4 separate regions of the Mus musculus genome follow, and all the other regions are linked to region 4. A link is a contact called in public HiChIP or PLAC-seq and promoter capture Hi-C data. All regions are on one chromosome and are shown on one strand. The core of a region is the stretch at or near the end of the contact, and the rest is flanking DNA. Distances in the headings are between cores, read along the strand shown. Region 1 holds the start of Zswim9 (zinc finger SWIM-type containing 9). Region 2 holds the start of Ube2m (ubiquitin-conjugating enzyme E2M). Region 3 holds the start of Zbtb45 (zinc finger and BTB domain containing 45). Region 4 holds the start of Zfp551 (zinc fingr protein 551).

The links. Promoter capture Hi-C pulls out the DNA fragments that hold promoters and counts their contacts. HiChIP or PLAC-seq counts read pairs in DNA pulled down with a chosen protein or histone mark.
Region 1: a contact with region 4 is called in a promoter capture Hi-C map of embryonic stem cells, with 2.3 times the contacts expected there. The contact joins the promoter of Zswim9 here to the promoter of Zfp551 in region 4. A contact is called at or near these places in 2 of 39 promoter capture datasets (embryonic stem cells and hippocampal neurons) and 1 of 9 other capture datasets (adipose tissue).
Region 2: a contact with region 4 is called in an H3K4me3 HiChIP or PLAC-seq map of stem cell-derived neural progenitor cells, with 3 times the contacts expected there. The contact joins the promoter of Ube2m here to the promoter of Zfp551 in region 4. A contact is called at or near these places in 1 of 39 promoter capture datasets (embryonic stem cells) and 3 of 115 datasets of contacts at active chromatin or transcription factors (extraembryonic endoderm stem cells, large pre-B cells and stem cell-derived neural progenitor cells).
Region 3: a promoter capture Hi-C map of hippocampal neurons shows a contact between it and region 4, with 2.3 times the contacts expected there. The contact joins the promoter of Zbtb45 here to the promoter of Zfp551 in region 4. A contact is called at or near these places in 3 of 39 promoter capture datasets (cranial neural crest, embryonic stem cells and hippocampal neurons), 4 of 484 Hi-C or Micro-C datasets (the C2C12 cell line, cortical neurons and embryonic stem cells) and 1 of 115 datasets of contacts at active chromatin or transcription factors (embryonic stem cells).

Annotation. Positions count from the first base shown.
Region 1 is chr7:13,277,092-13,284,076 of GRCm38.p6, reverse strand. It overlaps Zswim9 (zinc finger SWIM-type containing 9), which reads left to right and starts at 5,356. Exons shown (of 5, transcript NM_177312.4): 1 at 5,356-5,433; 2 at 6,649-6,931. The coding sequence starts at 6,657. It overlaps Lig1 (ligase I, DNA, ATP-dependent), which reads right to left and starts at 5,251. Exons shown (of 29, transcript NM_010715.3): 1 at 5,118-5,251; 2 at 3,856-3,929; 3 at 1,535-1,624. The coding sequence starts at 3,872.
Region 2 is chr7:13,032,710-13,039,731 of GRCm38.p6, reverse strand. It overlaps Ube2m (ubiquitin-conjugating enzyme E2M), which reads left to right and starts at 1,754. Exons shown (of 6, transcript NM_145578.3): 1 at 1,754-2,111; 2 at 3,072-3,166; 3 at 3,260-3,298; 4 at 3,417-3,520; 5 at 3,827-3,890; 6 at 3,978-4,612. The coding sequence starts at 2,003. The coding sequence ends at 4,118. It overlaps Chmp2a (charged multivesicular body protein 2A), which reads left to right and starts at 4,955. Exons shown (of 6, transcript NM_026885.3): 1 at 4,955-5,097; 2 at 5,690-5,903; 3 at 6,911-7,022. The coding sequence starts at 5,736.
Region 3 is chr7:13,006,734-13,012,902 of GRCm38.p6, reverse strand. It overlaps Zbtb45 (zinc finger and BTB domain containing 45), which reads left to right and starts at 3,051. Exons shown (of 3, transcript NM_001360833.1): 1 at 3,051-3,267; 2 at 4,574-5,879. The coding sequence starts at 4,574.
Region 4 is chr7:12,418,078-12,424,896 of GRCm38.p6, reverse strand. Zfp551 (zinc fingr protein 551) reads left to right here and starts at 2,406. Exons shown (of 4, transcript NM_001033820.3): 1 at 2,406-2,507; 2 at 3,051-3,089; 3 at 6,231-6,354. The coding sequence starts at 2,409.

The DNA of each region.
Region 1 (6,985 bases), core at 4,107-6,606, 860 kb before region 4:
GAAAGAGTTCAAGAAATCTTAGATTAAACAATATAAATCCATTTATTTTCATGTGTATGGGTGCTTACATGTATATCTATGTACCACATGAATGCCTAGTGCCTACAGAAGCCAGAAGGTGGCATCAGATGCCCCTGGAACTGGAATTACAGGTGGTTGTGACCACCACCTGAGTATTTATAAACTGAACCTAGGTCCTCTGGAAGAGAAGTAAACGCTCTTAACTGCCGAGCCATCTCTGAAGTCTCTAGATTTTATTATTATTATTATTATTACTATTACTAATTATGTGTATGCCTATGTGTGAATAGGTGCAAATGGACATAGGAGTTCCAAGAAGCCAGAGGTATCAGATACTCTGGAACTAGAGTTACAGGTAACTGTGAGTCACCTGACATGGGTGCTGAGAAGCAAATTGTTGTCCTCTGAAACAGCAGTTTGTATTCTTAACTACTATACCATCTCTCTAGCCCCAAGGTCAAATTTCTTCTTAGTTATCTGAGTTAATGTTTTTACAATTACCATGTATAATTCCTCATAGAGAGACCAATGTCAAACAAAAATACCTATACACATAATTACACTTACATGTAATTAAAAGCAAAAGCATATTTAAATATATTAGTATAGAACTGTAACACCCATAAAAGGGAAATAACCTAAATATTCTCATAAATTAAATGCTAAATAATTCCTTTAGGATAGCCATAGTAGGGAATACAACATAGAAAATAAAAGAACTGAGCTCCTGTGCTCCTTAACAGAAAAAAAAAAATCCTCTATGCTATAATGTTAACAACAGCAAGCTGATGAACAATAGCATATAAAATATACAGCATGACCTGAGTACATCACAGAAAAGAAGCATGCATTCTCATGCACCTGCACACTGACCTACTCCAACATTTATAGCTTGACTACTGCATGTGCGGAGGGAGTGCCTTCCTGCAGTAAGCAGTGTTGGCCGGGCAGTGGTGGCACCGGCATTTAATCCCAGCATAGGGAGGCAAAGGCAAGCGGGCCTCTGTGAATTTGAGACCAGCCTCGTCTACAGATTGAGTTGCAGGATAGCCAGGCCACACAAAGAAACCCTGTGTAAAGGCACATCTGTTTACTCATTGACCCAATGCAGAAAGCCTATCAGATATTAGGTACCTTTTTACTCCCGAGGAAGCTGGAACAAAGGAAGTAAAGTTTCCTGCTCAGCATCTCAATTTGGAAATTATGAACCAAATGTATATTCACATCCATACACTGGCCCAAGGGTGATCATGTTACCCAAACAAGGCCACCCAGCATCTTCCTGAGAATGTATCAATCAAAATGTGGCCAACATCGCTACCCAATGGAGAGTCTGGTCTAGAATAAATGCAAAGCATGTGCAAACAGAACCCTGACAAGAATTCTGTTGGCTGTCTGCTATCTAAATTAAGTATCATTTTGAGGCCTGATACATCTGAAGTAGGTTTTTAACACATGCAGACAAAATAATTTTGACTGTTAAAGGCATATGCTGTCCTCGTCCCTTACATACTTTGGAGGGGGTTCCTTCTCTCTGATGCTGCTGGGTGTCTCCTTCTCTGGCTTCTTCGCTTTACCTTCTTTTGTGGGTTGAAAAAATGACCTGGAGGAACACAAGGGGTCGAGTCATTAATAGCACTGATGCTCTGCACACCTGGACGACACCTGAAGCTCCAGGTACCAGCCATGCATATTCCTCTACCTTTGTATAACTTTTAGGAGTGTTGGGGGGGGGGGGAGACAATGGTATGGATTTAGTAGTTCAGTGGTAGAGGGCTCCCCTAGCATGGACAAAGACCCTGGATTTTATTCTATTCTGGACTCTTGGGGGCAGGACAGGAGTTGGGGGTGGGGTGTAAAAGGCAAGAAAAGAAAATAAGAGAGCAAAAAGCATATAAACAAGAGTTGTTATCTCAGGACAGACCATACTCAGTTTTCCATCACATGAGTGCCTGGGGATTTGTGCTTCCCAGGTATCTAGTAGGGTAGATGATAAGGTCTGAGTCTACTAGTATCTCTTCCCTCCTTTATCTGATACACCCTTCTTTCTCTTAGTACATGAGTGACCAACACTTATACCTATGATACACAGACACATAACCCAAGCCTTAAAAATTAGTACAGTGCACTGCACACCTGTAGCCACCATGATTGTCCCAAGCCAAAATTTGACTATAAATAGCTCTGGGTCAGAAAGGAGAGAGAAGGATGGCCAGGAACCAGACTGGACAGCCCAGAGACCCAGGATAGAACTGAACACAACTGGCAGACAAAAATGTCAACGAAATGATTCATAATGATATTCTGCTATACTCAGATTTATGCCTAGCCCAATTATCATCAGAGGCTTCATGTAGCAGGAGCAGATGCAGAGACAAACATTAGGTGGAGCCAGGAGAACCCCACAGAAGATGGGGAGGAAGAACTATAGGAGCCATTAGGGTAAATGACACCAGGAAAACACAGCCCACAGAATCGACCAAGCAGAGGTCATAGGGGCTCATAGAAACTGCAGCCGCAATTACAGACTCTGTATGGTTCTGGGCTAAGTCCTCTGTATATAGGTTATGACTGTGTAGCTTGGTATTCTTGTGAGACTCCTAAAAGTAGGACGGGGCATCTCTCTTTTGCCTGCTCTTGGGACCCTTTTCCTCCTAGTAGTTTATTTTATCCAACCTTGATATGAGGGTTTGTGCCCAGACTTATTGTAACTTGTTATGCCAACTTGGCTAATAACCCTGGGAGGCTTGCCCTTTTTCTGAAAGAAAATGGAAGAGGAGTAAATTGAGAGGAGGGGCTAGAAGGAGTAAAGGGGGGTATTCAGAAAGGATGTAATCTATGAGAGAATATGAGAGAAAAATAAAAATAAATAAAAAATAGAGAGAGAGGTACCCTGGAAGTGCTAATCTTGGGAGAGCCAGACTGAGAGTAACATCAAAGGAAACACAGCTGACCATAGAGAGATAGACCAGGCAACATTTTGGTAGATGGATCTAACCAAGCCTACAACTATGGAAACCAAGTGCCTTCCTCTTTCACATTCTTAAACATGAAACATCGCATTAGTACACAGGCTATGAACTAGCACTGAGGCTGTCCAGCGCACTGAGGGAGGTTTAGTGCATGTCTAACTTCTGTCCGCTAGATATCAAAAGCAGATTACAGAACCCCTAAACTGTCAGAACCAAAAATGTCTCCAATCATTGCCACGTTTCCAGGGGGCAAAACTGATGACTGAAAACTACTACATTAGGGATCCACAGCCTGCAATTAATTAACTAATTAATTAATTTTTCCCATTTTCTAGACTACTCAACACTAGGAAATTTCAACTTCAGGTCTCCCTCAAGGTCTTCTCAGAAAAGGCAGCTATGAAGCAGAAAACCCAGGGTTTTAGAGAATGAATTATGTGGACACTCCCTCTTGCAAGGAAGAGGGATGGCAAGAATCAGGAAGCTCAAAACACTGAAGAGGCTCAGAAAGTTGTAAGACTCACTAGCCCCTCCCCAAGGTTTACATAAGTAGTTCAGCAATTGCTGAGGGTGAGGGGTCTCTTCAGTGGAATTGCCTGCAGGTTGAGCAGATAGCTCCAGGGATGCAACTTTCAGAAGTCATCACCCATGCTGAAGTGAGCTTAGGAGTGATGTAGTTGCCTCTGATGCATCAGCTTTCCTATAGGTAACACCATATAACTCAATTGTTTTACTAAGCTAAATTTTGGTGGAATCATTTCTTTGGCTTGTCATCAATGCCCTTATCTGGGGTGAATGTTAGCTCTCATTTTCCCAGGAAACATCACAACACAAAGTGCCTTGAGCATGGCAGGGGCCTTACATAATACTTCTCTGCATGTTGGCAGCAGAAGTCTCTCCTTTCCTCTCTTGCTCTTTTTTTCTCATCAGTTGTACCTGAAAAAGAAATCCAAAGACCAGCTAAGGATATTGGCTGTGCCAGAGACTAAGACTTGGGGGAAAGGGGAACACAACTCTTAAGGAAATAAAAGAACAAGTGTATTCAGGGACTGCCGAGACGGCTCAGTGGGTAAGAGTGCCTGCTGTTAAAAAGAGAGAGAGAACATGAGTTTGAATCTCCAGCACCCATGTTATAATAATAATAATAATAATAATGTCAGGCAGGCATGGTTGTACATGCCTGTAAACCCAGCATTATGGGATAGATACAGGTGGATCTATCTTAATGGTGACTGCTCTCCATAGAATGAGAAAATTTTACTGACATTTATTTTTTTTCACATTTTTATTCTTTGAGAGTTAAGTTTCGTTATCTGCCCCCTTCCCCTTTATATTACTGAAGATAGAACCCAGGCAGGGTCTGTTGCTGCTAGGAAAACACTGTACCACTAAGCTATATCTGAAGCCTTCCTTGGCTGCCAAATGCCAAAGGCCAGCTTCCCTTTCCAAATGTCCATCCTCACCCTGACAACTTCCCTCTGTCCTCCCTGTTCAAGTTTCTCTGCCTCTTCAACTCCATATACACTAAGCAACAAGACCTGACCCTCCCCTAAGTGTCTGCAGATCTCCAGTCTTATCCCATCCGTGCCCCTTCTGGCAGCCAAGCTCACCTTTTCCCTGGCTCCTGACACTCATCGCGCCAAGCTTCTCTAGTCTTCAAATCGGACCACTATCTGACCAATGACGTCACCTTGCTTTCATTACAAGCGTCCCATAACACCAAGCATCCCACACCGATTGATAGCAGGCGTCCAGGGTGAAACACCACACTCAAGCCTTCCTTTCCGGCCCCAGGCCGCCCCTCTTCTCTTGGCGCCACTAATTCTGATGGCCACGCCCACCGCCAGGCTTTCTCCCTAGTCACGCCCTTCCAAGCCGCCACCAGTCCTCCGCAGACACCAAAACTCCTGCGGCCTTGGTCAACCAGTCAATCAGTCAGCCAGTCAGCCAGTGGCTCTCCCTGTACACGGCTCCTTGCTGCCCTCTCTCCTGCGCCCTCGGTCGCCGCGACGTCCCCATTCCCGTTCCGCTGGCCGCACCCGGAACCTGCAAAGCTCACTGGCGACAAGCGCTCGGCACTCTCGCCGACCCCAGCCCCAAGCCCGTGCCCACGTCCCCACTTGCCTCTCCAAATCACTTTGCCGGACGCCGCCACACTCGCTCACTCGCTCGCTCGCTCGCTCAGAGACGCAAACCCGAAATCCCCAAATTCGCGCCACACAGATTTCGCGCGCACTTTGGCGGGAGGGGGCGGAGACGAGCAAGGGCGGGGGCCTGCGAGTAGCGCGTGCCGCAACTATCGCCCGGAGGCTGCTGGGAGTTGTAGTCTCTAGAGCGTGAGGCAGCCTAGAAATGGGACAGAGTGGGGAGAGGGAGGGGCGCTGTCCCGCACAGCATGCTGGGAAGCGGCCCCAAGCCTGTCCTCCCTGTGGATGAGCCGGTGAGCCTGCGAGGTCGTAAGGGTGACAGTCGGGGAGAAGAGAAGGGTTGGTGGAAAGCCACCTTGCCAGGCACTAGGGGAAGAAAGGCGGGATACCGCGCGGGGCATCCCGGGAGCAAGGGCCGGGCTGGGCTTGGGCGCGAGGCATTGTGGGAGGTGGACGCCGCTTTGGGTTGGGTAGGTGAGTTGAGGGGGAGGGGGCCGGAAGGGTGCACAGCTTTAGGAGTGGAGAAGCACCGCTATGTGGGATGGTCAGGCCGGGAGGAGCAGCGGAGAGACAGGTTGAGAGAGTCTCGAGAGGTGGGAACTGGATAAAAGGGGCTGTGCAAGGGACAAGAGGCTCAGCGGGACGTGGGGGCCCGGGGGAGCATTAGTAGTGAAGAAGCCCATCTGAGGACAAGGCGCCGTGTCCAAAACGAAGATACACATTGAGAATAGTAGCAATTTCTGGGAAGAGGGGACTGCAACTTGGCCCAGGAGGAGAATAAGTCTTAGGAGTATGGACCAAAGATGACTATTGGTGACACTTCTGAGTTGAATTTGCCACAAGTGGGCCACACCCCTGTAGGCGAATGATCCCTGACTGGACATGGGCAGCACATCTGGAGATAAGAGCATCTCTGGGAAGCAAAAAACACAGATCAAAGTAGCAGTTCAAGGCAGTCATATCTGAGGGGCAACAGCTGCACATTTGATACACCTAGGGAGAAGAAAGGTGTATGAGGATTATGACTGGGATGAGAGATTCATGCCTTAGCTATGAGAGTAGATATGAGTTACACTCAAATGTAGACTTGTGGGAAAGGGAGCTACAGATGAATGGGACTACTAGATATTATCACCAGGCATAGGACTCACATCTGGAAGAAGGAGAAATCTTAGCAAGAAGCTGGGAATACATTTGCAAAGATGCTCACAGCTGAGCTAAAGGCAAGATATGTAGAACTGATTCCATTTGTACCTAGAGGTCACATCTAAGGCAACTGGAACTAGGATTGAAATTGATTAAATGCCAACTGAATCTGGGAAGGCAACAGGTGAACCACAAAAATGGGATGGAGATTCCTATCTGGAAAGCAAACAATGAAACCACTTTGATTTGTCTGAGACGTACCTGAGGCAGCAGTAGCTGATAAGACAGTCTGATGATGAAATTGTGGTAACCCAGGTGGAGATGGGTCTGATGTCCAGCTCTTCTCCCCACTTCTACTCAAGGTCCCAGGATGGAGCTGACAGAGCCCTTACCGAGCGCAGCCGTGCAGAAGGAGGAACAGGAATTGTTGGATCGAACTTTCTTCTCTTGGGCTGAGTTCAGCCGCTTCTTCGACAAGTGGTGCCAGCAGCGACTGGTAGTCTTCTCGGTGAAGAGCTCCACACGTGTGGCACGAAGCCCCTGGGCCAACACGCCCCCACTCTACAGGCTTATCCACGTGCTCAAGTACAGCTACGTGCTGCTGGTGTGCAAGGATGTGCGCATGCCCAACAAGTCCACAGCGTGGTGCGTGAGCCTGAGCTGTGACCCTACAGGGGGAGGGGAGCAAGGGGTGAGCCA
Region 2 (7,022 bases), core at 505-3,004, 620 kb before region 4:
TACGGTCAATGCACTTAACCACTGAGCCATCTCTCCAGCCACTCTATTCCTTTCTTAAGTCCCCATAATTTTCAGTGTTGATCTCTCCTGTCTCACAGGCTACCAAAGATCCTGAGTTAAGCTAAGCATAATTTAGAATCCAATCTGAGGGGTAGTGAATGAACACAGGCAGGCAAGTGCTACCCCAGTCAGTAGAACTGTAGGACCAGAAAGATTAGCCAGAGCCCCATGTAGCCACAGCCATAGGACTTTAGAAGGGTCAGAAAAAGGAGGGATGTATCTGTAACCACAGCACTCAGGAAACAGAGACAACAGGAATAATGTTAGTTCAAGATCAGCCTGGACTACGTGCTGAGTTTGGACTACAGAGATGGATCCTATCTGGAAGAAAGCAAGCCAGAAAAACAACAGCTGCACAAAAATAGTCAGCATAGATAGTAACTGACAAAAATGGTAACTGACAAGACAGTAATGAACAGTTCTAGAGTGATTTGTCTGAGTCTCAGAATGAGCTAGCCTTAAAAAGTCAGGAGGAGGAGGGTGCTGCTGGCTAAGTCTGGAATGTAGAACCGCGGGTCATGCTGGGTGGCACAAATGCTGTCAGATGGCAAAGAGCAGAACAGAGTCCGAACCTGTTCTGGCCATGTTTTTCAAGCTGTGACCAGACAAGCAACAAGAAGCATTTAGACTCTGGCTTCGGCTGGATTCCTAGATGACAGCCTGAAGTCACTGACCCATCCTGAGCTATTTCCTTCTGCCTCCCAAGCACCCTAAGCTCACTCAACATAAGCCAATCGAGAGGCACAATGCCACTCGAGAGAGCCAATGCCACTTCTGCTGTTCTCTAAGCCGCAGTTATGAGTCCTATACCCACGTCCACCTTGGACCCTAGAACTACACAGTTGCTCACAGCCTGTTGCACAATAGAAATCTATTTTAAGGAACAAGAGTCTCGATGTGTTGCCTAGGGTATCCCTGAGCGCCTGGGCTCAAGCCAACTTGATGCCTCAAGCCTCCAGAGCAATTCGAAATTTAAACTAGTTTACATCAATCCGAATCTGGGATTGCGGTGGGATTAGGGGAGCCTGCTTCTGCACCCTTCGACAACGTCCCTTAAAACGTCCAGGCCCTGCGTTTGCTGAATCCTCAGAGAGCAAAGATCCAGTCTAGCCCGGTTCCGCTGCGCTCCGCGTAAGTGTAAGATTGAATGGAACCACCGAGAGCCAAACGGCCACTCACTACCCGCCTCGCTCAAAAATGGTCGCAAGCACTGCTTCCTACTCTACTGGGTGCGCGTCCCAGGAAGTACCCGCTAGACCGCCGAATAGTCACCTCCACAAACGGAAATACCCGAGCTTAACCGAAAAAGACCGAACCTCAAACTACAATGAGGAGGAACCAGGGGGCTGCAAGGGTTGCGCAGGCGCAGAGCACAGCTGAGGCAGGAAAAACCGAAGTGGGCAGGCGACGGAAAGTGCCGAAGCGGCGGGGCGCCCGAGGCCGTTGCCGACCTCCGCATCGAAGCCGCGCCTGCCGCGGAAGCTGAGCCTCCACCGGTACCCTGCGGTACCCTGCCGCCGCAAGCGCGGCTACCGCCTCCTCCTTCCACCTCACCGCAGCCTCCTAGCAGAGGGAGCAAGTAGGCGGGAGAGCGGCGGACCTGTAAAGGCCGGCGTCCGCAGCCGCAGCGGGGCCTCACCAGACCCAAGCGGAAGAGGGGGAGGAGGGCGCGGGGACCGTAGCAGGGGCGGGGCCGAGGATCGCCGAGTCCTCCCGAGCACCTCCGAACACACCCGAGGTGCTTAGCCAGGCCAGAGCCGGACTACGGGAGCCGAGGCGGGCCGTGCGGTGGGCGCGGAGCAGCGCGGCAGGCCGGGCGAGCGGCAGCGGAGGAGGCCGCGGTAGCGGGTCCGAGGAGCGGAAGCGGCGCAGGCGGCGGCGGGGGGCCGGGTGGCCGGGGTCCCGGGCCCCCGCGGCGGCGGGCTGCGGCGGCGGCGGCAGGATGATCAAGCTGTTCTCGCTGAAGCAGCAGAAGAAGGAGGAGGAGTCGGCCGGCGGCACCAAGGGCAGCAGCAAGAAGGCGTCGGCGGCGCAGCTCCGGATTCAGAAGGGTAGGGGTCGGGACCCTGCGTTCGAGGTCAGGGACCGTGGCGAGAAAATGCGGCCCCTGATATTTGGTATTGGTGGTCAGGTTTCGAGGGTTGTGATGCGGGACTGGGGGTGCGGTCACTAGGGAGGGTCATAGATTGGGGCGTTGGGATACTCGGGCCTGGAGTGTTAGGGACGCGGAATCTGTTAGGGGAGGGGTATAGTTTTGAGAGTCAGACGAGAACTTTGCTCTGGGGTGCCGTGTCGTGAAGATTGTGAAGGTTACGAATTGGGAATAAGTGGGAGACGGTTTAGTGTTTTAAACTGGGGACTCGTGGCCCAAGACTCAGGTCCAGAGGGTCAGGCAGAGCAATTTTGAGTTTGAGGTGAAGAGGAGGGAGAAAAGAAGGTTACAGGAACTAAAAAATGTGAGTGTGGGTCAATTTAAGCTACCATACAGGAAATCTCAAGGATGAGATGGGATCTTGGGCTTGTAATAAGATGGAGACGAGGAAGGACAGTGGAGGTGGGTGGTTGATGAGAAGGGGTGACTTAGTGTTGGGGGGCCGGTGTCATGGTCCTTGAATTGCGGTGGACAGATAAACAGTAGTGAGTGGAGATAATGACTAGAGATAGAAAACCTCAGGTTTAAGGTGCTCAGGGTTCTTGGAAGCAAGGGTTATGGGAGTAGAGGTTCTTGGGGACTATGTTGTGGGAACTTGTGGAGGACTTAGCTGGGTAAGGGTTTTCCCAAGAGATGGGCAGTTATACTTGAAGATGCTTGTATATGGGATACTGTGTATCCAGAAGAGTCCACGTAGAGACTGGAAAGTGGAAAGAATATGGAGTAGTACAGACTGAGTTAAAGTACACCACACAAAGCTCTTCAGGTCTAGAAAGCGAACTTATGGGTTCTGCTGACACATGCCCAGACCTCCTTTCTTTTACCTGTTTCTCTCCCTTTCCATGCTGTCCAAACCTAGACATTAACGAGCTGAACCTGCCCAAGACGTGTGACATCAGCTTCTCAGACCCAGACGACCTCCTCAACTTCAAGCTGGTGATCTGTCCTGATGAAGTAAGAGTAAAACAGGGCAGGATTCCCAAGAACAGACCAGGGGTGGCCCCATAAGAGTAGGGTCTTCATTCACTCTCCCCCTTCCTCTTCCAGGGCTTCTACAAAAGTGGCAAGTTTGTATTCAGCTTTAAGGTGAGTCTCAAGTGTACAAAGGTAGCTCTGTGGAGAAGACTGGGTACAACCAAAACACCTTCCCATCTCCTTTCTCTTTTTACACCTTCCCATCTCCTTTCTCTTTTTCTGGAGCCAGGTGGGACAGGGTTACCCACATGACCCTCCCAAGGTGAAGTGTGAAACAATGGTTTATCATCCCAACATTGACCTCGAGGGCAACGTCTGCCTCAACATCCTCAGGTGAGGGCACTGCCTTCCTTTCCCTCCCAAGACCTGCCTTCCAGGTATCCTCAGCCTTCTGTGGACACTGCATCTATCTCTGTCCTTCCCTCCCCTTTATGGTCAATCTGTTTCTGTCTTAGTTGTTTTTCTAATGACCTGACCTTGGCTTTCTCTGTGTCCTGCCCTGTCCCGTATCTTCACTCTTAGATCTCACACTTCAATGTTAAAAGGCCTTCTATGGGCCTAACCTGTTCAGTATTAGCAGGGCCTGTAGCAGCCTCCCACTCACCAGCCCCTGATAACCTTGATGCTCTCTGCCCACAGAGAGGACTGGAAGCCAGTCCTTACGATAAACTCCATAATTTATGGCCTGCAGTATCTCTTCTTGGTAAGTAGGGTTAGGCATTTGAAGCTGAGGGTTTGTTGGCCATCTGCCTCTCTCTTGCCTGTTGACTTCCACTTGTACCGGCCACAGGAGCCGAACCCTGAGGACCCACTGAACAAGGAGGCTGCTGAGGTCCTGCAGAACAACCGGCGGCTGTTTGAACAAAATGTGCAGCGCTCCATGAGAGGTGGTTACATCGGGTCCACCTACTTCGAGCGCTGCCTGAAATAGGGTTAGCAATTACCCATCCCTGCCAGGGTTACCGGCCCAGGCATCCCCTGCAAATATTTATTGGGGGCCCGGGTAAGGTGTGTGGGGTAGCCTTGGCCCCTGCCTTGGCCTTGCCTCTCTTCCCTGTCACCTGCCCCTAGTTATTTTTTTTTTGACCACCACGTGATTATGGTCGGTGCTGCCTCCCCCCCGACCTGCTCAGCGATGGGAAATGAATTGGCTTGTTTAGCGCCCCCCCCCTCCCGCTGGGTGCTGTCCAACTCCCCACTCTTGACTGTGGGGTAAGTGGGCAATGGGCCTGGGTCGCTAGGCCCAAGCAACCCACCCCACCACCACTGGAGGTCCCACCAGGCTATTAAAGGGGAATGTTACTGCATGGCCTCTGCCTCTTCCTTCTGTGGGGTGGGAGGTACAAGTGAGGTCCACCAGCGTCTATAATGAAGATAAATGTGGCCGTGGATTGGGTGGGACCACTCACTGGGATGAGGTGCAAGCAATGGAAGAATCGGCTAATTTCAGCTCCTGGACCTTACACCAACATAAGGGAGCCTACAAGTCATTTCCAGGCTTGCCCCTTTATGCCATGTGTGGGCCTAATTTGGTTCGAGCCAAGCACTTGCTAAAATGCCATTTATTAACTGCCCAAAAGTGGGTGGAGTATGGGCCTTCCAGAATGAATAGCCAGTCGAGCTGTGCTCCCGCCATGGGCCTGTGAGGCTGGCTTGGGTGGGACCTGTACCTTCTGCTGAGGTGCGTGGCCCTTTGCGCATGCGCTTCTGTGGCTGGCTGTGCGCGTGCGTCCTAGCACTTCCCAGCATTCCCGGAGAGGGTGGGTCGTGTGACGTCAGGTCGCTTAATCCGGAAACGGCGGCCGCAGCAGGGGCTACCGAACCGAGGGGTTGTCGTTGGTGGAGTCTCAAGGCTTCGGAGGGGTAGAGGCGTGACCCGGAAGCGGAAACCCATCGTTCTCTCGGCTCCGGTGAGTGGTCTCTGCTGAGCCGCAGGTCCCGTTTGGTAGGCAGCGTAGGAGGGGGCTTTGGGCCGAGGCATCGGATGCCGCGCGGTCCGCCTGTCCCTACCCACATCGAGGTCTTCACCTCTTCCTGCCCTCGGTACGCAGGCTCAACATCTCCAAGACCTGTTCAGTGTCTGTCACGTCCTGAGCCTGAGAACGTCACTCCTACGCCCGCGAGCCTGGTTTCCTTGGCATTCATGCCCATTACCCCACCTTAGGGCCCAACTTCACATTTCAGAACCTACTCCATTCTATCCTCCCTTGTCGAGGGGCCTCACAACTACCCCCTCCTCAGTACTCAATCACCTTGATGTGCCTACTCAGGTCTGGGTCCCTGGAACAGTTCAGAACCACACCCTTAAGTCAGAAACAGGCTTGCCCCATCGTCTGTGGAAGCAGAGCAGAGAGTAGAGTGGGTGTGCTTGAGTCAGAAATGTATAACTAGTTCTCACCGGCTAATCCTTTTTGACTACTCAAGCGTACCTCCAGTTTCTACACCCTATCTACTTATGTGACCCTTTCTGTCTTTTGCTGCCCTGGGCCCTGCACTCTACAGCTAGTTCTGACGGTTGTCCCAGACCTGCTGGTGGAGTCTTACCACCATGGACCTGTTGTTTGGGCGCCGGAAGACGCCAGAGGAACTACTTCGGCAAAACCAGAGGGCCCTGAACCGAGCCATGAGAGAACTGGACAGGGAACGACAGAAACTAGAAACCCAGGAAAAGAAAATCATTGCGGACATCAAAAAGATGGCAAAGCAAGGCCAGATGGTAAGTGTCAAGTGATATGGGACACGAAGCAAGGTGCCGTCTCAGTCATTGTTTTAAGGATAACAGTGAAACAGTGCTTTGAGCAAACTATCATGAAGGGTTAACAGTAATTTCCCAATTTGGGGTGTCAGGGAGGACCTCTTCACAGATAGTACAAGTGAGCTTCCAGAAAGCTAGCCATCACGACAGCCAAATGTTGCCAAGTCAAGTAGCAAACTGGGAGACCAAGAGAGCTAAGGAGTAGAGGTGGACCAGACACACAGAAATGTAGGTTGCAGTGTGAGCTGTGATGAATAGGCAAGAGTTAAGGATGGGAGTAAGGACAAGAACAATTGCTCAGAGGTGGTTATTTCCTGGGGCTGTGCCAGCAACATTTAGGTAGGGAATAGAAGCTGCACCTTGAATGGATTTGTATGTGGTTCTAGATACAACCTGGATGAACGTCTTTTTTTAATTCACTGCCAGGGACTCCAGGATTTTGTAAATATGGGGCAGGGCCCTACCTCAGTCATATCCCTGGCCAAAGACAGATTCTTTTTGGGGGGGGGGGGGGAGACAGGGTTTCTCTATGTAACCCTGGCTGTCCTGGCACTCATCTGTAGACCAGGTTGGCCTCGAACTCAGAAATCCACTTGCCTCTGCCTCCCAAGTGCTGGGATTAAAGGCGTGTGCCACCACTGCCCGGCTCCCAAGACAGATTCTTGATACAGTCTAGGAGTGCAAATTGAATAAAAAGGTTGTGGATATCCTGGAGGTGACTCTGTACATTGAAGGAAATAGGTACTGAGCCTAGGCCTTTTATATACACATTCCTATACTTAGGTTAGTAGCCAATGCCTATAGTCCCCTCATTAAGGGAGGTTTGAGGCAGAATTGTCAGTAGGAGGCTACTTTGGGCTATATATGGGCTGAGGAGTGATATCCCTAAGAGAGGGGTGAGATTTTGGAGGGGCAAGTGACCTTAAGTATAACCTCACAGCGTCATCCTTCTCTTGCCCACTCGGCAGGATGCTGTTCGAATCATGGCAAAAGACCTGGTGCGTACCCGGAGATATGTACGCAAGTTTGTGTTGATGCGGGCCAACATCCAAGCTGTGTCCCTCAAGATACAGACTCTAA
Region 3 (6,169 bases), core at 1,802-4,301, 590 kb before region 4:
TCTCTGGCACTTTCACATAAAGTTTGCCTGCCACTGTGAGGTGCAAGGATACTCATTTCAGGTATTAGTTTTTCTGAGGGCTGGAGATGATCCTAAATTGGGATCTCCTATACTGCATGAAATAAGGAAAAGCATACAGGTTCTACACAAGTTCCAGGGCAGCAAGGACTACATAGTGAGACCCTGACTTAAAAATAAATAAATTAGGGTAAATTTCAAATCAAAACAAAACAAAACGACCAAACAAACCCAAGAAACAGACAACAAAAAGCCCACAGCACAAATCAATCTAAAAAGCCACCAAGGTCTCAGCCCTGAGGGAATTTTCTCCAGCCCCTTTTGAATTTTTTTTGGTTTTGTTTGTTTTTGTTTTTCCGAAACAGGATTTCTTTGTGTAGCCCGGGCTGTTCTAGAAGGCTGTAGACCAGGTAGACTAGAGTGGCCTGGAACTCACAGTGATCTGCCCACCTCTGCTCAGGAGTGCTGGGGTTAAAGGCATGTGCCACCCTGGGTAGATTTGGGAGGATGGTTTTAGATTTCGAACTCCTTCTTCTCAGATTAACTTGATGATGCTTATAGGCCTATAATGTAAAGCTCAAAGGCAGCCCAGGATAGGGCTGTGCCTGTGTGTTACTATAGGAGGCTCCAAGATGGAGGATACAATTTACATGACAGAAGATTAAGAAGCCTCAAGATAAGGAGAGCCTGGTGGCATAGCAATCTAATAAGAAGGTGAGGGAAGCTGGGCATGGTGGCGCAAGCCTTAATCCCAGCACTTGGGAGGCAGAGGCAGGTGGATTTCTGAGTTCGAGGCCAGCCTGGTCTACAAAGTGAGTTCCAGGACAGCCAGGGCTATACAGAGAAACCCTGTCTCGAAAAACCAGAAAAAAAAAAAAGGAAAAAAAAAATGTGAGGGAACCACATGGGCACAGAGAAGGGTCCATTTGCTGAGGAGAAATGAGCAAAGAGAAAGGCTGTCCAGTGTGAAGGGAGTGATTTAGCGGGCGAAGGCAAAGTCTCTTTCTATCTATCTTTCTTTTTAAAAAAGATGTATTTATCATTATATCTAAGTACACTGTAGCTGTCCTCAGATGCACCAGAAGAGGACATCGGATCTCATTAGGGATGGTTGTGAGCCACCATGTGGTTGCTGGGATCTGAACTCAGGATCTTCGGAAGAGCAGTAGGTGCTCTTACCCATTGAACCATCTCTCCAGCCCGCAAGATCTCTTTCTTGGGCTAAGAATCTTAAGAGATAAAGGTGCCAGACCATTATGCTTGTCATTTTGCTGTTAATCCATCCTTCCTTCCTTCCTTCCTTCCTTCCTTCCTTCCCCTCTGTCTCTCTCTTTTTAAAAAGATTTATTTCCTTAATGTATATATGAGTATACAGTAGCTGTCTTCAGACACACCAGAAGAAGGCATCAGACCCCATTACAGATGGTTGTGAGCCACCATGTGGTTGCTGGGAGTTGAACTCAGGACCTCTGGAAGAGCAGTCAGTGCTCTTAACTGCTGAGCCATCTCTCTAGCCTGCTATTAATTATTTCAACCCAGGATCTCATGCATGCAAGCAATTGTCCCAGCTCATTTACTTGGGTGTTTTTTATTGTTTTTGTTTTGTTTTGCTAAGCAGGTTCTTATGGTTGAGGCTGTCTTAAACTCCCATTCGTCCAGCTTCTCCCTCTCAAGTAATAGGATTACAAGCATTCCTAGCTGTTAAATTTTGAGGGTCCCCCCCCTCCTATAGCATCCTATGTAACCCAGATTGGGCTCAACTCTGATATCTGGGGGGTGACCTTGAACTTCTGACGCTCCTGCCTCAACCTCTGAGGTTTTTTTTTTTGTTTTTTTTTTTTTTTTTTGGTTTTTCGAGACAGGGTTTCTCTGTATAGTCTTGGCTATCCTGGAACTCTCACTTTGTAGACCAGGCTGGCCTCGAACTCAGAGATCCTCCTGCCTTTGCCTCCCAAGTGCTGGGATTATAGGCATACGCCACCACCGCCTGGCTTCCCCAGACTTTCAAACACACATACAACACAGCTACCCAGCATGGGTCCAGGATGGGGAACAAAACATCCTGACATCTTCCTCATGCGGCACCACCCACTAGATTCCTCAGTACCATTCACACGGAGGCCCAGAGCTCTATGCCTCTCTTTTGCCTTACATAGTGGTTGATTGATTGCCCCAAGAACAGAGGGGAAGGGAAGGCCAACCCACCACTTGAGAGGTTTGGTTCATGGGTGTCTTGGACAACAAAAGGACCACGTAGGAGCCCCGCTTGGACAACTCTCTGGCTGTTCTCTCCCTCTACGCACTTAGTCCCTGCTCCTTGGTATCTGACTACTTCCGAGCCCACTTCGTGTCCTACATTCTATTCTGATCTGTGGCCAAGCTGGGGTTCTTCAACCATTCATTTATAGAGCAGCGAATTCCCGAGAGTCTGGGTGGGGTGAGGTGGGAGCACCGAATGAGGAGGCTTCCTTGGGAAGGTGGGCCTGTGTTCTTTAGATGACTGCAGGGAAGCTCTGCAAAGCTTCTTCATCTGGGGTGCGAGCAGAAGTGACTCAAGAGAAACTTCTCGGGGCTGAAGAGATGGCTCAGCGGTTCACTGCCATCGGTAATGGGAGCTGATGCCCTCTTCTGGTGTGTCTGAAGAGAGTTAATAATGTACTCGCATAAAATAAATAGAAAATAAATAAATCGAGAGAGAGAGAGAGAGAGAGAGAGAGAGAAACTTTTCCCGTGTAAGAGAAAAGCCACCTGGGAGAAAAAAAAAAAGCCTCTGGATTCCATCCAGCGCCCTCTCCAGACCCGCTGAGAGTACTGAGGGCGTGGCCCGAGGAGTGATTGACAGCTCGCTCGGATCAGCCTGGAGACGACGGACTCCTGCTCCTTCTGCCTACTGATCCCCAGCTCTTCGGTCCCCAGCTTCTGCGATTTTGGTTGTGGCGCGGACCAGACCGGAAGTTCTGCTCAACGACTGCCTAGTCTAAAGAGGAACACCGGAAACGTGCTCCCGACTATCGTTCCGCCTGTGCCGAGGCTATCTGTTCCGCTTCAGCGCCCGGAAGTGCGGCCTTCAAGTTGACAAGCAGGAGGACCTGCAGGACCTGCTGCCTGAGGAGTCGGAGGTGGGGTCGAGCGGGCATCCCCCTGCCTCAGAGTCCCAGAGAAGGCTGGGGCGTGCCAGGAGCGGCACGCCTGCGTGAGGATCGGTGTGCACGTTGCGAACACAAGAGGGCGCTGCAGGATCGGGGCAGGGTGCGGAGGCGGGAAACTGGGGGTAGATGTAGCGGGCCTGAAGGGGACTCTGGCATAGATAGGGTGGGAGTGAGACAGGCTGATGGAACAAGGTGCATGGCATGGGTGAGGGAGTTGTAGCGAGAATGCTGTAGGAGATGTGGGAGAGTGTGCCTTTGTTCTGAGGCATTCAGGAAGGTTCTGCTGCATCTGAGGAGTCCGGGCGTTCGAGAAGTAGGGTATGGATGGGGTTGAGGAAGAGTTATGGGTTGGCATATTATTTGAAAAAGGAGGCCGCTTGGCAGAGACAGGTTCAAAGCCTTGGTGGGTTTGAAGAATTAATTCATCATCATAGAGGTCCCAGATAAACCCGGTTCGCAGGCTCCCTCTGGCGGCCACGTGAGGGAAAGGCCTGGAGGTGGGAGTGTGGAAGGGACCCTGCATGGCGACTTCCAGTAGGCCAGGCCAGTGGTAACTGACACAATGTGTGCAATACTCCGAGAGAAAGGGAAGGGTGTTTTTGTGTTAAGGATCTAGAATCGTTGAGTCTGAGATCTCAGTAGTCCTTTTGTAAGGGGCAGGATTAAATGGGGCCCTGCTCTGGGTCTGTCCTAGAGAGACAGGCTGGTGGTCAGGGCGAATCCTGAATCTTGATTCTCTTCCCTTAGAGCAGTGTATGCAATCTGATCCAAGGGAAACACCCTTGTTTGCTGAATAAGGAAACAGGCCCAGAGACCTGGAGATATTTGCTTGATGGGTTAACTGACAATTCTGATTCCCAGCTCCTTTGCGGAGGGCGTGTGTGTGTGTGTGTGTGTGTGTGTGTGTGTGCGTGTGCGTGTGTGTGTGTGTGTGTGTGTGTGTGTGTGTGTGTGATGGAAGAATCTGTCTTCCCTCAGTATGATTAGTGCCAGGATGATAGTCTCGGGTTCATAAGAACTATGGGGATTGCTAAACAACACTGAATTTCAGCTTGCTGGCCTTTCACATCACTGGTGCATTTTCAAAGCCCAAAGTTAGCACCTCTCAGGTGATGCAAAGAAGAAACAAGGTTGCAAAGGCCTTGTTATATGTACTGTTTATTTGCTTCCCTTGGGTATGGCAGGCACAAATCCTCAGCCTCAAGGGGTGTTCCTAAATGATTCGGCCAGGAGGCAAGTTGCCTCCCCACCCTTCTGAAAACCTCCACATAACAGTAGTTAATGGGACCTGGTTCTTGAGGTAGTCATAGATCTGCTTGGGGCCTTCGTGGTACTAGGATATGGAAATCTGACTAGGGTAGACTAGAAAAGAAAACAGCCATCCGCATTGTCTCCTCCTCTTGCAGATGGCAGCCACAGAGGCAGTGCACCACATCCACCTACAGAACTTTTCGCGCTCACTACTGGAGACCCTCAATGGGCAGAGGCTAGGCGGTCACTTCTGTGATGTGACCGTGCGCATCCGTGAGGCTTCTCTGCGTGCTCACCGCTGTGTGCTGGCCGCTGGCTCACCCTTCTTTCAGGATAAACTGCTGCTCGGCCACTCAGAGATTCGTGTGCCACCAGTGGTGCCTGCGCAGACAGTGCGCCAGCTGGTCGAGTTCCTTTACAGCGGCTCGTTGGTGGTGGCACAGGGCGAAGCGCTGCAGGTACTCACTGCAGCGTCGGTGCTTCGCATCCAGACCGTCATTGACGAGTGCACACAGATCATCGCTCGTGCCCGTGTCCCCAACACCCCGGCGCCTGCGCCTCTGCCACCACCCGTGCCCCCTCCACTAGCACCCGCGCAGCTGCGCCACCGTCTGCGCCACTTGCTGGCCGCCCGCCCCCCGGGTCATCCCAACGCCGCGCACAGCCGCAAGCAGCGCCAGCCCGCGCGTCTTCAGCTACCTGCACCCCCAGCACCCATCAAGGCTGAGGGGCCTGATGCGGAGCCAGCGCTGACTGCCGCGCCTGAAGACAGAGGTGAAGAGGATGACGATGAGGAAACGGATGAAGAAACCGACGCTGAAGAAGGTGAAGGAGGCGGCGGCGGCCCGGGTGAGGGCCAGGCTCCCCCTGCCTTCCCCGACTGTGCAGGGGGCTTCCTTACCACTGCAGCTGACAGCGCTCGAGAGGATCCCCCTGCATCCACTGGCATCACTGATTATGGTGGTGCCGGGAGAGATTTCCTTCGGGGGACTGGGGTCACTGAAGATGTGTTCCCAGATAGTTATGTGTCCGCTTGGCATGAGGAAAGCAGCGGAGGGCCAGAAAGTTGTCCGGTGGAAACGTCTGCTCCACCCGACTGTGCCCTGGCTGGGCCTCGCCCAACAGGTGTGAAGACCCCAGGGCCCCCCGTGGCTCTCTTTCCCTTTCACTTGGGTGCTCCCGGCCCCCCAGCGCCAACACCTCCTACTCCATCTGGGCCAGCCCCTGCACCCCCGCCCACCTTCTACCCCACGCTCCAGCCAGATGCAGCCCCCAGTGCTCAGCTGGGAGAAACGCAGGCGGTGCCAGCGGCCCCTGCCGCTCAGGCCACAGCCATCTCTGGCACTCCTGTGCGCGCCCCGGGTGGCCAAGGTGCTGAGCAACCCGCCTATGAGTGTAGCCACTGCCGCAAGACGTTCAGCTCGCGGAAAAACTACACCAAGCACATGTTCATCCACTCTGGTGAGTGGGAAAGGAAATCGCCTTTTCTCGCACAGATTTACGAGATCCTTAATCACGGGCGGTTTGGTTCCTGCCTGGGATTGGGCACTTGAGAAGCTTTGTTTTGAGTTAACCCTAAAAGCCTAGAGTTTTGGCTTCTTCCTGGAAAGGGGTTGATTGGGAAGCGGGAGCCTGCCTTTCCAAAAAAGCCTTCAAGGCCTTTGGAAAGCTAGACTCAGCCTGGGGTGGCCAGGTTAAAGGAAGTGTTGGTAGGAAACTGGCCAGCTTCCACAGTGGGAGCCGCCGGAAGA
Region 4 (6,819 bases), core at 1,157-3,656:
GCAAAAGGCCTTTGTCAGTGGTGGAAGAGGTGGAATGTCTGTTTTGTTATCTCTGAGTCCATCCTTCAGATGACTGTTGAGACATAGTTCTTTAAATGAACACAGCTGTCTGTGTAAACAAATAGGCTTTAGGTCTTATAGATACTTCTGTTGGACTCAAGATGTCCTGGAAGTTTGGGTTCTAAAATGTTGAACCAAACTCTCAGAGGACTAAAGTCTCAGGTGTCTTAAAAGTTTTCTTCCTAAGCTTTGTGAGAGGGTGTTTGCCTGCATGTATGTATGTGTACCATGTATTTTCAGGTGCCTGTGAAGACCAGAAATTGTTAAGTTCCCTGGAACATCAGCTAAAGATCGGGTGCTGAAAAATGAATCCTGCCCTCTACAAGAACAACAAATGCCCTTAACCACTGGGTTATCTTTTCAGACCCAAAGACAAATATTTTAAATAATTATTACATTGTATCTTTTGAAAACCAGGAATTAAATTGTATATGTATGGACTAATGAGTCATTTCATCAGGGATATAAACTAGGCCACATCTGGTGATGAATTCCATTTTTTAAAACTTAATCTAACGGGTATGGGTATTTTGCCTATATGTGTATCCGTGGATTGTTTGTAGGACTGGTTCCTGCAGAGGTCAGAAGAGGGGATCAGATCCTCTGGACGTGAAGTTACAGAAAGTTGTGAGCCACCATATAGCTACTTGGAATTGAACCTGGTTATTCTGCACGAGCAGCCAGTACTCTTAACTGATGACCCATCTATCTAGCTTAAATTCCAGATGTTGGGCCTCAAACCTGGAACAAAGAGCTAACTGAGGTACCTATTTAACATAATCAAAGTGGAGTTGGCTACCCGGTTCTCCTTTAGTCCCTACCTGTTGCAGGGTATGACTTTCCAGTTCAGGAAGTGGGCTGCCCTCCCTCCAGCTGCCCTTCACTATATAATCCAGCCATTTTGGTTACTTGATCTGTTTTTCTACTCTTGTCTCTCCTATCTCTCCTCTCCCCTACCCTCTCTCCTAGCACTGCCTATCTCAGGGTCATGTTCACTCTGGACTCTGTCTGGCAATGCTCTCCTCATGTGTACAACAAACCTCCTCCACCATATCTAGGAGCAAGGCATTTTTAAATTTTTAAAAAATTTCATTCAGCAGTTTCTTGACAAATATATATTTGGGGCAACTGGAAGACATAGTGAATTTATAAATTCTTAAGGCAACTGCTTCTTTGGAAGTTGAACAAGACATACTAAATGAAAAATATAAAATTGGATCTGCGCATTAGGCACAATCACTAGAAAATAGGTAGGAAAGCAGCTGTCTGTGGGAACAAGAGGCAAAGATGTCCCTTTAGCTTCTGATCTACGGTAGTCAAAACATTGTTCCTTATCTTCCATACAATGTACCCAATTAACATTGTTTTTGTCTTGTCATTAACTGAGTATACAGGGAGTTAAAAATTTAGTTATCAATGATTTTGAATGAAAGCGTTTGAACAGCAATAAAAATGCATATTATAGCCAAGCCAACAGTTTTTGCACACATATGTGTATGTGTACAAGTACGGGTACAGGCATGGGTATAGGTATGTATGTATGATGTACACACACACACACACACACACACACACACACAGAGAGAGAGAGAGAGAGAGAGAGAGAGAGAGAGAGAGAGCATTTGTGTGTGAGCACTGGTGAGGGGTTCTTAAAGGCACATGGGTGACACGAATATCTGAAATACCATAAAGTCTCATCCATCATGGATGGGATGACCTCTTGAGAACTGCATCATGGAGTCCCTGAGTGTATACATAAATATACAGATACACAAGCACACATATAGTGCCTAAACTACTATACGGAATATGTTCATTTGAATTTGTTTCTTTATAGCCTCTTGATGCACAAAGAACTTCATGGTGTCTGAAATAAGACATCATCACAGTGGCTATCAGCCATACAACAGATCCCAGGAATACTGAAACAGTTTTATTTAAGTATCTTTCCTCGCCAGAAAGCTGTAGTCACAAACTCATATAAGCATGCCTGTTTTCTTTTAAACTAAGTTCATAGGGGTCAGGCTTGGGGGCAGGGTACCTGCCTGGGGAGCGACGGAAACTACATTTCCCGGGATGCAATACGCGAGACGATGGGGGTGGAGTTGAGCCCGTGGAAATTCGGCATTTATTTGTATTATTATTTTTTGGGGTGTGTGTTTGTGGACTAGTGCGCGGTTCGTGTCTGGAGCTAGATTTCCAGCGTGGTCTTTTTGGTGGTCGTTTAGGCGTTTCTGAGGTTTGTTTACCTAACTGGAAGCTCGGCGAGGTGGGCAGTTCTTATGGCAGAGCGCAAAGAGCTGCTCTGTGTTACAGAGGCCCTGCTGAGGCCCAGCGACTCCGCCCACATGCCCCGAGCCAGGCCTAGGGAAGAGACCTCGGCGACCTGGTCCTTGCTTCCTCTACAGAATCCAATGGCTGTGGCCATGCACAGGAACATAGCCCAGGTAAGTGCTGCGTCTTGCGCTGTCACCCGAGCGCTAGAGCCCCGGAAGAGGCCCCATCATGACCCTGAAGTTCCTAGTTGGTGCTCCTGGCAGCAGAACAGCTGTGTGCAGGGGTTTGTGAGTGTTGCAGAGGGATGCCTCCTGAAAGGGCTGCTAGGCAGGGAAGATTTTGAGTCCTAGTAGCCAAGTGTTTGTAGAAGCAGTTGTGAGGTCGATTTGCACCTGAGGAATTTGAGTTTAATTCTTCAGACACCGGGAGCCAGTGAGAATTGTGAACAGAGATCCTATTCGGGAATAGGATTCTAAATTTTCCTGAAGTTACTCAGAGCAAGGACAAACAGGAGGAGATATGAGGGGCAGGAGAGAGTTGTGCCACCGGTGTGACAGCTCTCAGGTGAGATTCAGAATTGTGGACCACTGCATAGACAGATTTGTAGTAATCCCAGGCCTTCTGACCCCACGGTGATCAGGGTCACTGTGTGACTGAAGCCTGTGAAGACCGCCTATGGCTGCTAGATTCTAAGAGCCTCCTCCTTTTTTCAGGTTCCCCTGACTTCAGAACCAGTTATGGAGCTTGGCCTGGTAAGTGGATCCTGCCATTACCCTCATGCTACCAACAGGTTTTAGGTTAGTGGTGTCCTTGGTCTATTATCTCAGTGTGCCCTAGTAGCCTGGTGCCTTGCAGTCTTGAACAGGTTAGGTACATAACCCAGAGATGTGTAGGCTGTGAGTTGTATGAAATTCTTGGCAAGTGTGAACAGAAGTGTAGAAGGTTGCTTCTCCCACGGTGTGTGCCAGTATGTGCCTGTGCCTGAAGGGGAGACTGAATTACTTAGGCATGTGCAGAAAGATCTTTCTCCTTAGAATAAGGATCAGTGAGGTGAAGGTGTCAGACCCAGAATAATTCTCTGAAAAGCAGAATGTGTACTTTATATGTAGAAATGACAATGGGAAATTTGGGTGTGGAGAAGGCTGGCAAGCCAACTTATTCTCCTCAGGCTCCTTGTTGCCGGCTGCTGCACGGGAAACCGACTGTGGAAGAAGGGAAATGGTGTTGTGTAGACAGTAATTCTGTGGAGACATGAACAAGCATCTAGGAGTCCCAGATAGGGAAGAGAGGACAGACCAAAGTACAACTTGGTAAGCCAGTGAGCTTTACTGGGGTTACTTACAGGAGTATGAGTGAGGGAACATTAGATAGCCGTGTCAACAAAACCCACCCCAGCATGGATTGATGACTCTAGGAAACTGGAACCCTAGAGCACATGGTATAAACTTGGAGATAGTGTGACAGGTTTTAGTGTCTTTGCTAGGCATCACATCTGGTCTGATCACTTCGACTATCTCTGCTCTTTATACTGGGCTGAAAGGGGTCTAGTGCATCACAATGTAGCTCAAGCTAGCTTTGAACTTGTGACAGTCTCCTAAGTACTGGAATTATAGGCATGAGTTATAATACCCGGCTTCCACTGGTAATTGTTGGTGGGTGTCTTAGGGCTTTATCGCAGTGAAAAGACACCATGACTCTGGCAATTCTTAGAAAGGAAACATTTAATTGAGGTTGGCTTATAGTTTTAGAGGTTAGTCTGTTAACAGAAATATGTAATCTCAGTCAGTGGTTTTGCCCTCCCTTTGATCATTTGGTTCCTGGATAAATGATACACAACTTTTATTATTATAATAAGCCTTCATCAACACTAGAGCTGGGCAGATATCTACCCTCTATGCTATTAGAATCTATTTCTCCACCAATAACCCCAAGGCATAATTTGCCATGTTCCATCTGGGCAGCTCTTAACTCCAATTTGCTAGCCCTCATGGCTATATCATGATTTACCTAACCCATGGTGGCTTCCTCTTCTCTTCACCTTCTATCTGTTTGTGCTTTTGCTCAGACCTCAACCTTGAGAACCTCAAACCTGACCTGTGTCTCTTCTGCCCAGTTGGCTGTCAGTATCTTTATTTAATCAAGGACCAAGGTCATGCTGTACACATGTGTGGAATCTCTGTGGGCAACCAGGCTTTGGGGGTCAGTGTCTAGCATTACAATACATAGTAAATGACCAAACCTCAACATTAGTTCATTATTGTCCTGACAGGAAGCATGGCAGTGTGCATGTAGACATGGTGTTGGAGGAGCGAAGAGGTCTACATCTTGGTCTGCAGGCAGCAAAAGGAGACTGTGTCACTGGACATAGCTTGAGCAACTGAGACCTCAAAGCCCACCTCCATGATGATATACTTCCTCTAACAAGGTTACACCTCCTCCAACAAGGCCACACCTCCTAATAGTGCCACTCCCTCTAGGCCAAGTATTCAAATTCATGAGTCTACAGGGGCCAAATCTATTCAAAACACCACAGTGGGTGAGGTTGAACCAAAGAATAGCATCAGGTAGGATACCATCATTACAGGGTTGGGGCTGCTTTGTAGTGGGGTCTGTGAGAGGTTGGGGAATTCCTCAAGGACTCTGTGGATCCTATGTGTTGAGTAACCAATGGGTAGGCCAAGGGGCTGCTTCCAGTGTGTAGCTATGGTTGTATGTATAGAGAGGTGTGTGGAACAAAAAGGTGGAAGTGCAAATTGATGATCTCAAGGTCTTGACATAGTAATGAAAGTTGCAAATCCTTGTTTGGTTGTATATGGAATGAGGGATGGGCAGGACTACTGGGCAGTTCTATGGTAGTAAAGCATGCAGCTCTACATGCCAGGGCCAGAATTAGATGTTGCCTATCATCCTTCTATGTGTTAGTGATGGGCATGAGTAGTCAGTGAGATTGAGAACCTGGTGTAAGTAGTACTCAGGCCTATATCTCATCATGGGCAGATAAGATTAGATGGGAGATGTGCATTACATTGGAGTCTTCAGAAGGAAATGGATCATAAACTTCTTTTTTTCCTATGATTCAGGGCCATGTAATCCTGAGGGTGTAGCTGTGGGAATGAAATCATACAAGAAAAGTACGATTCAGAGAGCTGTGTTTGGGAGTAGGGAGATGGCTCAGTGGGCAAAGTGCTTGCTTTTCATGGATGAGGACCTGAGTTCAGATTTCCAGCATCCATATAAAGCATGGGCCCTGTGGACCATGTCTGTAACCTCAGCAGTGGGATTGAGGGTGGGGAGCAGAGACAGGAAGATCCCTGGACGTCACTGGCTAGCCAGTCTGGTTAAACTGCTGAGTTCCAGTTTTATTGAGAAGGCGTATCTCACCAAATATGACAGCAAACATTTGAACATGACATCCAACATTGACCTCTTAGATGCACAAATGTGCAGAGGTAGCGTGAACTAATTTCCCCAGAAGTAGTAAAGAGTCTTAGGATAAAGAGGTGAGCCCATGTTCCTTGGGTCTGGAAGATTTTTAGGGTCTTCAGGGCTATTGTCTGATAAGACAAAATTTAAGTTAGCCTATCTTCTCTCTAACCATTTTTCTCCCTAACCAGTCTCTGTGACAGCCACGGCATTGATAAGAGGGCATAGTAGCCTTCATCCTAGGCCTTGAGTTTAGATTTTATCTTTCTGTTTATCTCCCTGTGTTTCCATGGAAGGGTACAATATCAGCAGGCAGAGAGTGGGCAATCAGTAGATGAGCGTCTCCTTTGATATGACATGGAGAATATAGAGAGCAAGAGATGTATATTGGGACAACAAAAGTGGAGTGCTTTGAGTTGGAGTCCAGAAAGAGAAGCCGGTTATAAGCTAAATTGTTTCCATTGTGATAGGATGTGTCCTTTGAGGATGTGGCCATTCACTTCTCCCAGGAAGAGTGGGTGCTCCTTGATAAGGCCCAGAGACTCCTGTACTGCAGTGTGATGCTGGAAAACTTGGCACTTGTGGCATCTCTGGGTAAGGTCCTTGCATGGCTCCCAGTGTCCAGAGTGGTGTCTACCGTTATTTTTACCCAAGAGTGATTGCTATCTTAGGAGTCATAACAAGTCTCAAACTTTCTCTACTGTGTCCTATGCCTTGGTTTCTGCCTAGTTCCTGTAGTTGTCATTTCTTTCTTCTTTTTCTTTTTTTTCCCTTTTGGAGGCAGTGTCTCTCTATATAGCCCCAGATATATTGGAATTCACTATGTAGACCAGGCTGGACTTGAACTCATAGAGATCTGTCTTCTTCTGCCTCCCGAATGCTAGAATTAAAGGAATGTACCAGGCTTAGTTGTCATTTCTTTATGGCTGCTTTTGTGAGGAATTGCCAGTGTTGTCATGCTTATTTTAAAATGAATTGTGAGCTATTCATGAAGGAGTCTTAAGCGTTTTGTTATGGTTTCTTTCCTATATACTATTTTAGATTAAGTTGCTATAAGTT